2 separate regions of the Arachis hypogaea genome follow, and region 1 is linked to region 2. The links are chromatin contacts, called in public Hi-C maps. All regions are on one chromosome and are shown on one strand. The core of a region is the stretch at or near the end of the contact, and the rest is flanking DNA. Distances in the headings are between cores, read along the strand shown. Region 1 holds the start of LOC112771273. Region 2 has its middle 13 kb from the start of LOC112773295.

Region 1 (3,057 bases), core at 312-2,811, 67 kb before region 2:
ATACCACAAGGTATCTTCTAACTTTAGCTTAATTGACTTGATCCTCATATTAGATTGCATAGCCTAATCCTTCGTCTAGTATAGAAGCCCAAGGATAGTGCAATTTTTCGGCATGAATTGCCATTATTTGTGGTTATCATGGTTCATTGACAGCTACCACCTTAGAAAGCTCAAATTTATTTTATAATCTAAATAATGAACCTCTGTAATTCACTCAATCAATCACATATCAGTATTTGATGGTTTTCAATAAATCATCAACTCAAGAACAAATAATCCTATAAAACTCTCTTACACCGATTAGATAAAAATTGTTCTACATAGCTAGTGCTACAAACTTAGGGCACGTTTCGTTTCCCTTTTTACTTTCTATGTTTTCTGGTTCTTGCAAAGAAAGAAGTGAAAACAGAAAACAGAATTTTCAATTGTTTTCACTAAAGAAGAGTGATAATTAATGATATTTGTATATTTCACATAAAATATATCAAAATTAAATGATTTCGTTAAAGAAAAAAAGAGAACAAAATGGGAAATTAGTGAAAGTGTTACCAGTGGAGGGATGTGAGAGGGCGTCATCGAAGAGGGCTTGGGGGCCGGTGGCGGTGAGAAGGTAGCCGGAAGAGAGGAAGGTGGCGTGAACGACAATCGCACAGACGCCATTGATAAGTATAGTGGAGAAGAAGAGACCTCTATGTTTGTGTTGTGATTTGAGAGGGGAGACAATTCGTTAGGGTAACGTTGAGGAAGGGAGGGGGTTAGCGTGAAACGACGTCGTTTCATGTCATTTTGGCGCCACAGCAAATACTACGTCGTTTCTGTTATGCCAACGTGTCAAGAAAGAGGCCAACTCACCTTTTCGGTAGCGTTAGGTGGGCAGAAATTGCCGGAAGGACGAGTTTGAGTTCCGAAGTGCAACTTTAGGGATGAATATGGATAACTTTTAAGTTCAGGGACTACTATGAGACTCAAGTGCAACTTTAGAGACCACTTTAAGGCTTATCTCATATATAAATAGGTCGTAAACTCTTTCATTTATATTCGTGGGATTTAATACATACACAAAGAGAATTAATAGCTTTGACAAGTAAACAACCAATCACCACTGAAACGTTCCCCCAAATTGCACAAGTGCCCCTCCCATTGGTACCCCTATGCGCCTTAATTATTATCTCATGTGAGTGAAGGGGAGTGTTAGGGGAACAATGAAAATTTTGAACAATATGAACAACCACCAATCAAATGAAAATACACTTCACCCTAATTTAATGCTACTGATTAAATTTACTTTTTAACCCTATTAATTCACATTGTTTACACATTATTCAAAAATCTTGTTGGTTACCTATACTTTTCCGTGAGTGAAATATCCGCAAGTACAAAAAAAAATGATAAACTAAATAATTAAGACACGGGATTAATTTAACAAATACCAAAATTAATTAATAAGAAAATAAAATAAATCTTGGGTACCGAAATGAGCCTTGTTGACATGGATATTATTACTAAGGTAGCGGCTAAACCGCCCCATTATAAATACACACACCTAACTCTCATTTTGTCAATCATGCTCCGTATGTTGCTTTTAGTAACTAGTCCCTTCTAATCATCACTAGTTTTTTTCGTCTTTTTTTTAGTTAGTATTTTCTGATCATAAGAAAATAGAAATGGGAAGTGGAAACTCGCCATGTGCTTCATGCAAGCTTCTTAGACGGAGGTGTGCCAAGGATTGCATCTTCGCACCTTATTTCCCTTCCGATGACCCTCAAAAGTTCGCCATTGTTCACAAGGTCTTTGGTGCTAGCAACGTTAGCAAAATGTTACAGGTAATGATCTGCAGAGAAGAAAACACATTTTAATTCATTCCAAGCTATTCATTAAAAAGAGTGATACCTATGAGGCCAAACACAAAAGCCCAAGATTCACGGGTCATGGCCATCTCTCAATGAATTAGCTTGGAATGAATTACAATGTATTTTCTTGGTTTAATTACTCTGTTGGTCCTATAGTTTCGCGAAATTTTTAACTAGGTCCTTATACTTTTTTTTCCTTTTAATTGGTCCCTATACGTTATTTTTTTTTCAATTTAGTCCCTATTAACGTTAAACGTCAAAAAAATATTAGTGAATTAATAAATTACTTTTATACCCTTAGAGACCTAATTAAAAAGAAAAAAAATATAGGGACTTAATTAAAAATTTCAGTAAAATTATAAATATTAAATGAAAGATATTCCTATAATCCATATTCAATGATTCTAAGACATGAAAAATATTCTTATAATCCATTTTATTTTGTCACTATCATTCTTTTGCTTATTTATATACAAATTGTACCAAAAATACCTTCTCTTTTTTTTTTATAACTTTAAAAATACCTTATCTTAAAAAAAGAATGGATAAAATAAAACAGAAATAGTAGTAATAAGTATATATAAAATTCAGTTTCCATCATTCAAGTATTCATTACGATCATGTAACATTTTATATTTGTGTGGATTCATGGAATATAGTTTGTGTCTTTATCATATCATGGTACACTATAGAAAACCATAGAGCTAGGGAATTTGTGTTATTGAAATTTAAAATCTAAAAATGAAAACAATAGAAAACGTAATTTTAGTGTAATACAAATAATGTAGAAATTAGTTCTTGTGTTGCCGCCTCCCACTCTTTGAACCAGCATGAGAATCAATAATAACATTGATAACGGCTGGTTTCCAAGCCGAGAAGAATTCTAAAAGAGCATATTTGAGTTCAGCAGATGTCCCAATAAGATAGTCATCTCCATCAAAAGCTTTAGTAGCCTGCTTTCAGCAATACATGCTACAAAGTCAGCATATATAGTTTGTTAACTTATAGAACACACTCTAGCTTTCTTCTCTTTCCTTTCCTTCCCAAAAGCAGTAAAAGAATACTCATCTTGATCCAAAAGATCAATGAGAATATATCAACATATAAAATCATAATGAACTTATTATTTGAACAAAGCTATCAAGAATTACCACATTTCTAATAACAAATATCTCATCTTAAATCAAACTCAAAATTATTCATGGTT
Region 2 (2,815 bases), core at 192-2,691:
ATTTATTTTTTTTAAAAAAAATATATTTTTCATATAATAAATAAGCAGAAAATTACTTTTATATTATTATACCCAAACATAATTGATAAATAAAAAGATCTTTTTACATGAGATATTCAAACATAAAATTATTTTTACGTTTTCATAAGATCTTTTAAAAAAAGATAATTTAAAAAGGAAAAGTATGAGGAGCCAATGGAATATTTATACAATGTGTACAATGGAAGTTTAGAGAGTATTAGAGATATAATCATTAGTGTTATCTTTTCCTATCAGCTGAAGCTTTTGGGATGAGTGGTATCATGCATGGTATTAGAGCGTTAGATCCGCAAGGTCATGGTTATTCTAGATAGTATGGGAGATGTTCATTTTGTAACTCAATAGCCCATTGTGTCCCATTGTACACATTGTATAAATTGTCCATTGTCTCCCTAGCGGGATCCATTTAAAAAAGATCTTTTATTAAAAACTCACCCAAATAAATCCAAAGACACTAACAAAAAGATAAGTTATTTTTATTTTTTTATTATTTTTATTAATTTTTTATAATTATTTTTTTTTATTTTTAAATAAAAAATAAAAATAAATTAAATTTTTATAGTTTGTTTTAATTTATCATTAAATAAAATATAAAATTATTAATTTTTGTATCTCTATTCTATATATCTTGTTATCAGTATTTTATCTTATCTATTTTCAAAACTAAATACAGCCTTGGTTTGTTTGCGAGTTGGAATTGTGAAAGCCGAGTCGAATCTGATTAGGTTTGAATTATGATGGGATTTGTTTGTCATGATCATGAGAGAAACACGTTTTAACTTCTCATTAATTTTTTGATTGCTATCTAGGAAAGAGTTTAGCTTTTACGTATTTACAACCAATATAGCTTAGAAGAAAAAAAAAACCAACAAAATTGTGTATCTTAGTCTCCATATTATTATTAAATAGTTTTGAAACTAGTGGTGGGAAAATATGACCAAAAATTTAGATGACCGCACTATTCTTGGACGGGACATACTCCACAACTTTGTACCATGAGGAATTTTTATATAAATTTTGTTAACTTATATTTTTAGGATACATATTAAACTTATAATTAGTAAAATTTTATAGTTTTTTATATAATTTTTTTTATTAGTAATCTGAATACTTGCATAATCCTTTTTATATCAAGGATAAAGAACTAACCTAAAATTAAGAAGACTGGAATATTTGACATGTGAATAACCAACAGGACAAATTCAAAAGCAACGAATGTGCCTAAGGTAATTGGCACCAATGGCCAAACATATTTGTCCAAGTTGCCGCAAGTTGACAAATCCCATTATCGTAGCCCACATTTATTTCAAATTTGACTTGTTACCATTTTGAATGGAGTCTTTCTATTTTTGTTTGCCAACCCAAACCAAAAAATGGAATGGACCAATTTGCAATCGAGAAGAAAAAAAATTGATAAGTATATGAAAAGTTTGTGGGTGTATATTGTGTATCTAGAATTAGGGATTGTCTAATTTATTGGAGTACCTAGGATTGGGGGTTGTCCAATCCACCAACCAAAAAAAAAAAAAAATTAAAAAAAATTAGTTTGGTCTAATAAATAATTCATTAATTCAGTTGAGTGTTGGAAGTTCAAATTTTACTTGCAACTGAGGTCTAGTTTAACTGGTTAAATTATATGTCTTTTAATATACTACATCCAGATTCAAATCTTAGTGAGTGTACTAAGTATTGAATATGACCCTTTAAATATTGTGTGATAAGTGTGTAGTGTGGGATTCAAAACAAAAATAATTTTTTTTCTTTTGAAAATTGTGGACAATTTATAAGGTAAGAAAGAAAATATAAGAACAAAATAATTTTTTTGGTAAATAATAATATATATCAAGAATCAAGTTAGTTTATGCAAAAGGTTCTACAAATTTGATATCAAACTCTCTTAAAATCGGAAAATTGAAACTATAAAAGTATAAAGAAGACGACAGAAAGCACCACAGGCAAAATCTACGTCAATTACGGGTGTGTTTGGCAAACACGTTGGAGAGGAGAGAATTACGTTTGAGCTTCTTGAAAGTTTCACTATTATGTTTGGCCATTTTTATCTTCCTGAACGCAGAATTGATTCTGCTTCTAAACGCACGTTTAAGAGAAGCTAAAATTTATAGTTTCTGCATTTCACGTTCATGGTTGCTTATTGTCTTTAAAAAATTAGGTGAAAAATTTATTTCTTTTTAACCAACCCTATACCCTTTATTTTCTTCTATAAAAAGGATACCAATAACTATTACCTTCACAATAATTCTTTGTAGTTCTTCCTACTTCTTCATAGTTTTTAGTTACAATTTTTTTTTTCATTAAAATAGTTCAGATTTGTTTTAATCACTAGCAAATTGAATATTTTAATTTTTTTATTATTTTTAATACTCATTTTCATATTTTAGTTTTTATATTTTTTATTGTATTTTTTACTTATATTTTTTATTATATTTTTTATTTATATGATAAATATTTTTATATTATTTGTATAGTATTCTTATTTCTCATGTTATATTTTTATAAGTTTTTTTTTATCATTTACTATACTATTTTTATATGTATATTTTTTATGAAATTTTTTTTTGTTTGACTTTGTTCATATGATTTTTTTATTTATTTTATTGTATTCCTTTTATTCATATAACAAATGTTGTTGACTTTTTTTTATGATATTTTTATTATTATTTTTCATATGAATTTTTTTTTCTATTCTTTACTGCATTATATTTATGTTGTGTATGAAATTTTTTATTTTTTTATTTGATTTTATTCATACGAATTT

What was found. Hi-C and Micro-C count contacts between places; a contact is called where the count stands out from the background.
Region 1: a Hi-C map of leaf shows a contact between it and region 2, with 2.2 times the contacts expected there. The contact joins the promoter of LOC112771273 here to the enhancer-like site in region 2. A contact is called at or near these places in 4 of 8 Hi-C or Micro-C datasets (leaf and an unstated tissue).

Annotation. Positions count from the first base shown.
Region 1 is chr18:130,887,459-130,890,515 of arahy.Tifrunner.gnm2.J5K5, reverse strand. It overlaps LOC112771273, which reads left to right and starts at 1,561. Exons shown (of 16, transcript XR_011876048.1): 1 at 1,561-1,823. It overlaps LOC112771275 (a long non-coding RNA gene), which reads right to left. Exons shown (of 2, transcript XR_003186967.2): 2 at 2,442-2,803.
Region 2 is chr18:130,820,632-130,823,446 of arahy.Tifrunner.gnm2.J5K5, reverse strand. No RefSeq gene overlaps it. Among protein-coding and RNA genes, the nearest start is that of LOC112773295, 13 kb to the right of the region's middle. Within about 2 kb of position 1,441, at least 1 of the 3 cell types and tissues checked has open chromatin away from gene starts, as enhancers often do.